Regions from separate parts of the Oryctolagus cuniculus genome. Here region 1 is linked to region 2. A link is a contact called in public Micro-C data. All regions are on one chromosome and are shown on one strand. The core of a region is the stretch at or near the end of the contact, and the rest is flanking DNA. Distances in the headings are between cores, read along the strand shown.

Evidence for each region. Hi-C and Micro-C count contacts between places; a contact is called where the count stands out from the background.
Region 1: a Micro-C map of ear pinna shows a contact between it and region 2, with 2.4 times the contacts expected there. The contact joins the promoter of TEP1 here to the enhancer-like site in region 2. A contact is called at or near these places in 2 of 6 Hi-C or Micro-C datasets (ear pinna and an unstated tissue).

What each region holds. Positions count from the first base shown.
Region 1 is chr12:54,338,825-54,344,059 of mOryCun1.1, reverse strand. It overlaps TEP1 (telomerase associated protein 1), which reads right to left and starts at 3,117. Exons shown (of 55, transcript XR_011380826.1): 1 at 2,464-3,117.
Region 2 is chr12:54,235,397-54,240,511 of mOryCun1.1, reverse strand. RNASE10 (ribonuclease A family member 10 (inactive)) reads left to right here. Exons shown (of 3, transcript XM_070053946.1): 3 at 223-2,410. The coding sequence ends at 878. Among named protein-coding and RNA genes, the nearest start is that of RNASE10, 16 kb to the left of the region's middle. Within about 2 kb of position 3,366, at least 4 of the 8 cell types and tissues checked have an H3K27ac peak or open chromatin away from gene starts, as enhancers often do.

The sequences.
Region 1 (5,235 bases), core at 1,868-4,367, 100 kb before region 2:
ATCCCACCTATGGCCTAGCCCAGCCCTGGCCATTGCAGCTATTTGGGGAGTAAACCAGTGAAAGAAAGGTCTATCTCTTCCTCAATCTCTCTCTCTCTCTCTCTCTCTCTCTCTCTCTCCCTCCCTCTCTCCCTCTCTCCCTCTCTCCCTCTCTCCCTCTCTGTAACTCTCCCTTTCAAATAAATCAATCTTTAAAAATAAACAAATAGGGGCCGGTGTTATGGCTCACTTGGCTAGTCCTCCACCTGCAGCGCTGACATCCCATATGGGCACTGGTTGTTCCTCTTCCAGGCCAGCTCTCTGCTGTGGCCTGGGAGTGCAGTGGAGGATGGCCCAAGTGCTTGGGCCCTGCACCCCATGGGAGACCAGGAAGAAGCACCTGGCTCCTGGCTTTGGATCGGCACGGCGCTGGCTGTAGAGGCCACTTGGGGAGTGAACCAACAGAAGGAAGACCTTTCTCTCTGTCTCTCTCTCTCACTGTCTAACTCTGTCAAATAAAAATAAATAAATAAATAAATAAAAATAAACAAATAGGGGCCAGCACTGTGACAAAGCAGTAAAGCCTCCAGTTGAAGAGCCAGCATCCCATATGGGTACCGGTTCGAGTCCTGGCACTCAAGTGGCTGCTCCACTTCTGATCCAGCTCCCTGCTAATGTGCCTGGGAAACCAGCAGAGGATGGCCCAGGTCCCTGGGCTCCTCCTTTTCCAGATCAAACTGCTTTCTTCTCCTTCTTAAGGGCTTGAGTTAATAATCTATTCCTCCAAGGAAACTCTGCTGACACACAGCTCCCAGTCTGGCTAAGGTGGCTCCCTGGGTATTCTCAAACATGGCACTTCCCCCAACATAGATACCTGTTTGTCTTTTGTCCCACTAGATGATAAATTCCTGAGGACAGACATCTTTTTAGTCTGTTCACTTTTGTTTCTACACTTCCTAGTCAGTGTGGCTCAGAAACTTTTTTTTAAAAGATATATTTATTTATTTGAAAGACAGAGTTACAGAAAGGCAGAGGCAGAGAGAGAGAGAGAGAGAGAGGTCTTCCATCTGCTGGTTCACTCCCCAGATGGCCACAACGGCCAGAGCTGAGCCAATCTGAAGCCAGGAGTCTGGAGCTTTTTCCAGGTCTCCCTTGAGGGTTCAGAAGCCCAAGGACTTGGACCACTTCCACTGCTTTCCCAGGCCATAGCGCAGAGAACTGGATGGGAAGTGGAGCAGCTGGGAGTCGAACTGGTGCCAATATAGGATGCTGGCACGGCAGGCAGCGGCTTTTTATCGGCTGCGCCACAGCTCCACTCCTCAGAAGCTTTTGAGAACCTACTAAAAGCTATGAAGCTTTTTCACAGAAAAAAAAAAAAAAAAAAACTTGAGCATATACTGTCTTGTACTCAGTTTTCAAGGAGTCCACAAAGCACATTCATGGGTCTCCCAGGATCTCCATACACTGCAAAGTCAGAACCTTTGTGTGAAAGAATGCTTGACTTATACTATTAGGAATGTTATTTGCCTATTTATGTGAACAAAGGCTTCTCTCTCACTCCCATTTAAATATTTTGGGAGTAATACTGTAAAGTCACCCACTTCAACCTTAGCGTGAATGAGCACACAGACAGGAATGCAGACCGCTTCCAAGACTTGAAGGGACTAAGCCTCCAGGACCAGAAAGGGCAGTGATATCGCCCTGGACATCAGCGTGGACAGACACATCAAGCATGGTGAGCGCAGAGTCCTGTGCTGCTTCCTCATGACTCACTGGGTCTGTGTAAGGCCCCAAGGAAAGGCGTGGGGAATCTCAGAATCAACCCAAGACTTAACAAAAAGGGAGCAAAGAAACGAAACGCGAAAACAAAAATGGACAGAAAAGCAAGCAAAGTGAAAAATGTCTTGCACCCTTGCGAAAGGAGATTCGCCTGAACCACAATTGAAAAGCCAGCGTCTGCCCCATCTCAGCTTGAATTTTCAGAGCCAGCCACTTTGTACTCATGGTACCCTAAGTTTCAGCCACTTTCTATGTATGTACAAATATATGTAGTGCACGCCTCCACGCCCTCTGCTTCACACACAGGGGCTCATCCTGTAGACGCTATTCTGCGCCAGGGTATCCTGGAGACTTCGCTGTTGTAACACAGCCTCGCTCTTTCAGGGGTGGTCTCAGTGCGGCGTACAGAAGCACTCCCGGAGCGAGGTCATTACACACCCTCCTTGCAGTGATCGCACAGGACAAGGAAGTACGACACGCGTTCCCACTTGGTCTCTCTTCCTCCCTCCTCCTGCTGTGTCCCTCAGCGCCCTGTCCCTCCCTTTCCCTCGCCCTTCTGCTCTCTCGCTTTCCCTTTCACGCACCGCACCCCGACGCCGGCTGCAGCCACGAACCCGAGCCTCCGGCCCTTCTAGACCCTCGCTTACCGCCCAGCTCTCAGCCTCAGAGCCCAGCGCTCTGCATCGGGCGCCGGGCACGCTCTACCTGCGCTCGCACCCTGCCCAGAGCCACTGGGCGCTGGAGACGCTGGGTGCCCGGCGTGGGGGGGTCTCGGCGCTCCGCAGCAGGAAGCAAAATCCCGGCTGCGGGCTCTGCTTGCGCGAAGGGCGGCTGCGGGAGGAGGAGCCGGCGGGAATGGGAGGAGCCCGCGGGCCAGGCGGGGCGCTGCTGGGCAGAAGCCCGGCCCGCTGCGCCCATCTGAAGCCTTTCCTGGGCCCTGAACTGAGTTTGCGGCTGCTGTTGCTTCATTTTTCCCTCGCTGGTCCTCACTTCTCCTGAGAGAAGCCTTAGGGTTCCCTCTCTACCAAATGCGAGTTTCTTTCCTTTCTTTTATACCTTCAAACACCATTTCTGGAAAAAAAAAAAAAGTATTTGTGATGTTCCCTGCCTCTCTGATACTTTTTTCCACATACCACAGATGATTGGCTTCTAGATTCTTTTTTTTTTTTTTTTTTTTTTTTGGGCTTCTAGATTCTTAATTCGGGAATACAGACTTGAAATGGAAAGTCCAAAGCAATGGGCTGTCACCATGTGTAGACGGCAAATAGTTCAAGCAGGGTGAACTGGGCTCATGTCCCTCCCCTCCTCCAGTCTCCGGGGGATGACAGGAGAGATCTGTGGACTGCCAGTTACCTGTGTGGAGCCATCCTGAATGGCTCACACGGAGCTGTCCCTGAGAATGGAACCGTATTTAGCAGACAAGTGACACTTAGAATGATAATGCTGGTTCCCTTCTTACCCACACAGAACTGTGAGCGTGCTTCTTGGTGAGTCTAATCAAGAAACACACCAAAAGGCATTGTCACACAAAGCCATTTATTTGCGGCAAACAAAAAGACCTCAGGGAACCATTTCCAAAGCTGTAGTTTCCAGAGCAAGGGGGAATGACTATCTCTTATTTTAGGGAGAAAGGAACATACAAGAGGGGGAATTCTTATCACCACCTGTGTGGTGGAAGCTCAGAAACATGCCCCAGCAAACGTCACATATTACAGTAATAAGACCAGCTCCCCCTGGAGTGAAGCTCTTACTGTTAGAAGGAGGCAGAGGTGACCTTTGGAGAGCTGCTGACCCATCTGCCCCGGGTGGTGGCTGCTGATTTCATCTCTCCCCTGAATGCGACTGAAGACCTGAAATACAGCTTTGTTAAAATCAGTGCTTCAGGTCTCCAAGGAGTAGAAATAAATCACAACTAAGACTTTTGGGCTGCTCAGGGCGATGGCCAGTGACACCATGTCATGAAGAAGAGAGCTGAACAGATAGTAGCAGGGGAAATATGAGTCGCTCATGTGAAACTCACTAGCCGTCTTCTAGAAACTATCACTGCTTTCCGCAGGGACGAAGGTTTGAGTCTCAGGTAGCTGAGCTTCAACTCACAACTGGGGCATCCTGGCTTCTCTACTAAGTGAACCAGACCCCACCTTCCTTCCTTAGACGTCTCCATGATCACCCACCCCAACGGTCCCCACACTTCCTGCAGCAGATGGCGTGTTCATTCATGTACCCAGCAAAATCTGGATACTGAAACCCTAATCCCAACGTGATGGTATTTGTAAGTGGGGTCTTTGGAAGATAAAACGAGGGCATGAGGGTGGAGCCCTCATGAATGGGATCAGTGGTTTTACAGGGAGAGGCCAGAAAGCTAATTCACTCTGCCGTGTAAGAACACAATGAAAAGTCAGTCTGCAACAGGAAAGAGGGCCCTCACCAGAATCAGATCACACTGGCACCCTGATCTTGGACTTCCAGGTTCCAGAACTCTGAGAAATAAACGTTTGTTGTTTAAACCACTGTCTGTGGTAATTTGCATGGCAACCTAAACTAAGAAACCCCTTTTTAGTAGCAAATATTTTTATGCTGTTTATTATCCTAAAACACAATACATAAATTATGTAACTTACCTCAACACACATAATTTTAAAAATTAATAAAATGTCTTAAAGAGATCTAAAGGAATAGTAGTAGAGGAAGGTGACTTATTATTAAATGTCATGTGTTTATATATATAACTTCTTGGTCATAACATTCAAGAAGACACAATGTGGTATGCAGATGCTTGGTGCACATATCTCTATATAGAATCAGGCTGAGTATAATAACTATGGATATGGACGCAGAGTGATACAGGCATTTTATAATGGTGATTCAAAAACCTTAACAGATTTTCCAAATGACTGAATAACTTTTGGCAGATTTTCAACCAAAACAATGTATGACTATTCCTTATGCACATGCATAAAATGCTGTGTGTTCATATTGTTCCATGATTTTCAGGATACTTGCATTCCCAGAAAGTTCAATGTACATTAAAACTATGCATAAAATGCTTTGCGTTCATATTTTAAATGAAGTTAGAACCATGGGTTTCTTGTTTTGTTTTGCTTTTTTAAGATTTATTTGAGTTATTATTTTTTTTTTGACAGGCAGAGTGGACAGTGAGAGAGAGAGAGACAAAGAGAAAGGTCTTCCTTTGCCTTTGGTTCACCCTCCAATGGCCGCTACGGCCGGCACACTGCGGCCTGCGCACTGCGCTGATCCGAAGGCAGGAGCCAGGTGCTTCTCCTGGTCTCCCATGTGGGTGCAGGACCCAAGCACTTGGGCCATCCTCCACTGCACTTCCGGGCCACAGCAGAGAGATGGACTGGAAGAGGACCAACCGGGACAGAATCCGGTGCCCCGACTGGGACTAGAACCCAGTGTGCCAGCACCGCAGGCGGAGGATTAGCCTATTGAGCCACGGTGCCAGCCTATTTATTA
Region 2 (5,115 bases), core at 2,117-4,616:
CCTTATCTCCCATCTTTAGGAGCCACACCTCACTGCACAGCAAGCAAGGGATGTGATAGGAAGGAATAAGAGAAACAGGGAAAAAATGGGAGAAGGGCGGAGGAACTCCCAAGGCAGGAGAGCCTCCGGGACTACGCTGTGGGGTTTAGGTAGACTATGGGCTCTACTGCAATCAGTTTTCCTCTTAAAGTCATACACTTCCATCTCCCTCTCCCCTTCCAGCCAAAATGAAGCTGACTCTGGCACAGATCTTCTTCATGCTACTGCTGCTGCTTCTGGGCCTGGGGATGGGCCTGGGGCTGGGTCTTCGCATGGCCGCAGCCGTCCTGGAGGACAGCAGCCAGTCGCTGGAAGAGTTTTGGTCCGGTGACTTTCAGGACAGAGCTGAGGCCATTGAGAAGGCAAAGAGCGCCCGAACCACAGAAACCCCTGTGCTTAGCAACAATGAAGTAGAGCAGTCTGGCTGGCAAGAAGACAGCATCCTCGGCGAAGATGAGGTTGCAGGAAACAAGGTGCCCAGAGCGGGGACCCCTTCTCGGGGCAATAAAGAGTATCTGCGGTTTGACTTGCTCTACAGGGAATGCAACACCCTGATGGCAGAGAAGGTGAAGGAGAGCAATCGCAGCTGCATAACACAGTACATCTTCATCCACGAGGAACCAAAAACGGTCAAAGCTGTCTGTAGCAGTCCTGCTGTTGCCTGTGAGTTCATGAAGGGCAAATGTCACAAAAGCCCCCGGCCTTTTGATTTGACATTCTGCAAGTTATCCAAACCAGGCCAACTTACCCCTCACTGCAATTATCACACTTTTGTTCTGGAAAAGCACATTTTTATAACCTGCAATGACCAGAAGATCCAGATAGCATCCGGACAATGAGCAGCTCATCGCTCCTCTCTCTTGGCCGTCTCCCCTTCTTCCCCTTCCAATTCCTCTCTCACGTAGCTCTCCTCCTCTTACAGATTCTGCAGAGTAGGTTCTGGGAAGAGAGGATGCACTACATCTTATCATTCTCTCCTGAAAATATAACTCTTCTTTGCCTTAGAGTCACCCAGCTTGTATTTTCTTCCAGGGATTAGAGGTGGCAGAGGAGGGCGATGGGCCTGGTTTCACTAGGTTCTCTGTCTCTCTCCCTGCCTATTGCCTGTCTGGGGAAGGGATGCACAAAGAGCTGCCCTGGTCCCACCCAGTCTTGGTCATCAGCCCGCCCTCTGGCCTGAGTTTGCCTTTGGGTGTGGTCTGGAAGAGTCCACAAGGCCTTTCCTGCTGCCCACCCTGAGCTTCCATGGCAACCACAGAAGACATCTCTGCTTTGCGCAATTGCACTTCTCCTCCGTGTGTTCGGTCACACTGACTCTATGCCTGAGTGCGTCTGGATAACCATGTGGATCAGGTTTTCTTTCTCTGAGCCTGGAAAAACTGCAAGGCCCAGGTTGGGGAGTCTGCTGATAATGTGCTGTGGGGCGCGGACCAAGATAGAACACGCGCTGGGACAGAGAGCTTTCTCCCCCGCTCTTCACCTTCTCGTTCCTTCTTTTTCTCGCAGTCTCCTTGACTTCCCTGTCCTGCCTGCCCCCTTTCCTCTGTTTCTTCCCCCAACCCCTTTCTCCCCTTGGTTCTCCTCTTCCTCTTCCTTTTCTTTTGAGACCCCGCCTGACCTTTCTCTAAGCCTTTCAGAGATCTGTTCAGTCAATACTGGTCACTTGTGCCGTGCCAGGTAGACAGATATTGGTCCTTCATTCAGAGTCTCCCGCGGGGGTTCGGGAGGGAGTATGGGTCAGGAGAGTGAGGTGGGGGTTGAGGGAGGAGTCCCAGATTAGGTCTAAAAAGTAGAATCGTGCCTACATCAGAAGCTCAGCGGGATGTGGAATCAGTAGGTTGGAGGGGAATTCCTATTTGCATTCCGCGTCTTTCCCTCTCTGTTTATCTGGAGAACAAGGATGTTGGTGAGAGAATCATCTCAGCAGAGAAAATATTGAATCTGTTCAAGGAGGGGAAAAGCCATGGGGCTGAATAAACAGAGGGTACAGGTGGCTTCCATCACCCTGTTTCCTCTAAATTCGAATAGCTCCAGGAGTAGCAGGAGCTGCCATGTGGTTCAGCAGTTAGGATACAGCTTGGGATGCTGACATCCTATATGGAAGTGCCTGGCTTTGAGTCCTGTCTCTGCTTCCGATCCAGCTGCCTGTGAATGGGCGTCCCGGGAGGCAGCAGATGACAGCTCAAGTACTTCGGAGCCTCAAGTGGAGCTCCTGGCTCCTGGTTTGGGCCTGGCCCAGCCCCAGCTGTTGTGGGCTTTTGAGGGAGGGAATCAGAGGATGGAAGTTCTCTCTCTCTCTCTCTCTCTCTCTCTCTCTCTCTCTGTCACTCTACCTTTAAAATAAATAAATAAATATTGGCAAAAAAGAAAAGAGAAGTAATTCAGGGTCTGTAGTTATTTTTTGAAAGTGTACTTGGACATGCATGGGGCAGGGGGACATCTGTGAAAGTGGCTATCAGAATTCGCTGTGGGATTTGATTTTGAGATCTCCTCCCCTCTAAGGCTTTTCTCTGCCTCACCTTCCTAGACCGTAAAAGTCCCCAAGAGTCAAGGACACACATGCTTGGGAGACTGGAGGGAAGAAAGAGTCTGGTTTACTTTGAGCTGACTTTTAATTGCCCATTTTCCCCCTTCATTTATTCCATAATGTCCTTTTCTTTCCTATTCTTGCTGGCGGGCAATCACTTGAATATATTGTCTCATATCCTCCCAGACTTCCTGCATTCAGTATTTGCCTTTCCACCTCTGATTCAGCGCTCCAGGCAGTGACCTATTGGGAGCCATGCTGTTAGGCAGGAAGTGTGTCTGCACACGTGGGCTGCTCTGACATTTAGACATGGGTGGAGGAGTGACAGGAGGTGTTGACATGACCAAGGCAAATTTCTACTCTTCCTGGTGGAGAACCCCTCCCTGAAGAAACAAGATTGTCCACGGCAAGAGAGCATAGGAGTAGGGGAGGAGGGGAGGAAAGAACAGATTTGCAGAGAAAATCAGTGCTATTAGGAATTTGTCTGACAGGTAAACCAAGGGCATTAGGAATGGCAATGGAATGTGAAAGCGCTTCAAGTCTGACTTCTTGTTAACCAAAGCTGAAGGAGTCACAGGGTCAACCCTCAAGAGACTAGCATTAGCCAGGGAGCAAAGCCTACATTCTCTAACTTGTGGATATATATGGCTGCCTCCTCTCACAGTTTTCCACCACTTCTCTCCCTAAGGATTCCCACACGGGTTCCAGTGAGTCTCCTACCTCCCTCTCCGGGTCACCTGTTTGGATAAATTCCAGTAGTCAGACTTATCAGACCATAGAGACTATCACCGGAAAGAAAGTTACAAAATACTCTACAGGCTCCTAGTGGCTCAAGCAGGAAAAAACAGCCTCTGTGGGGTTTCCTGCCTCCCAGGGACAGAAAATTAACTCATGGCAGCCCAAATTCTGCTGAATTCACAAAACTTTCGCCATTTTTAAAAAAGATGTATTTATTTATTTGAAAGGCAGAGTTACAGAGATAGAGAGAGAGAATCTTCCATCCACTGGTTCACTCCCCAAATGGCCACAATGGCCTGGGCTGAACCAAGCCAAGTCCAGGAGACTAGTACTCCATCCTGGTCTCCCACATGGATGGCAGGGATTCAAAGACTTAGGCCATCTTCACTGCTTTCCCAACAGCATTACGAGGGAGCTGGAGTGGAAGTGGGGCAGCCACTCATATAGGATGCCAGTGTCTAGGCAGATCCTTAACTCACGATGCCACAATGCCAGCCCCCAGGTCTCTTTTTCTATGGATTATCCTACATCTTTGTTGATAAATTGCTATACTTCACTTGTATCCCTTAATTTTGTAATGTATTTATAAAACAAATTATTTATATGGATAACACTCACCCCTCCTGCCCCCCCCCCATTTGGCCCAAGGGCACAGACACCCACCCAGCTCAGCTTGTAGCTAAATCTAGGTAGTGTCTTCAGTTTCAAGTGCTTACCAGGCTCTTGATGTGGACTTTCCTCCCAAGCCCCTCATGTGTTCACTCTCACCAAGAAAAGCAAACTGAGCTGGACTTCATCCCTTCTCCTTCCCAAGGTGATGAAGTTATCTGCTGGAGACTCATTCTTGGTGGGATTGAAAGGGACTCCAAGGGGCGAATTATTGCTATTTTCAGTAATTCTTTGATATAGTAGCTTTTTTATGTTCACGCCTCTTCACCCTGTACACTACGCATAGGACTACCGTTTTCTGCTCTTCAAATGTGCAGACTAGGCTCCAATTAGTTTGCAGAAAGTGATTCAGATTGTGCAAATAATACCTCTAGGAGCAGTTGGGCTGGTTCTTTATTAGAATTATGATTCAGAAACTAGGTAAACATTCGATTTACAGGAAGAGGAACATGGTGACATGAAGTCAAAGCAAAAAGATCAAACAGGAAAACATGAGTGCTTAGTCAAGCATAATTGTCTATTACATGTTTATATGGATTTGAGGAGGCTCTGGGATGCCCCACTGTTCGACAATGTCAGCTCTCCAGCAGTACCATGAGGCTAGTGCCTAGCATTATATGTTTATACACTCATTGTGCAGCCCTACACACAGAGCATAAAAGTAATCTCAAAAAATTGCAATTTTCAGCACCTTTATGAAGTGACAAGAAAAAGAGCAAAATAGCCCTTATTCTATAAATGATTTTGTGTGAGTTTGGCACTGTGCTATTATTACTGGGTGTACTTTCCTTTTTTAAAAAGAAACATTGCATCTATGTTGGTATCATATGACAAATGAGACCCAGAAGGGTTGATGTGATAGGAAGAGGGGAGGTGATCTTGTTCAAGCCAGCACTGGGCACTGCTCTGGTGGGCTGGTGTGGATAAGGGCCACTGTAGAACAAGCAATCGAATTAGGGTACTAAAGTCGTAAGAATGCATTTCTAAGGTTAAAGACAGAGTACTCAAGGAGTCAGAGGACAACGATAGATTTCTTTTCTTTTTTTAAGATTTATTTATTTTTTGAAAGGCAGTGTTACAGAGAGGCAGAGGCAGAGAGAGAGAGAGAGAGAGAGAGAGAGAGTTCTTCTATTTGATGGTTC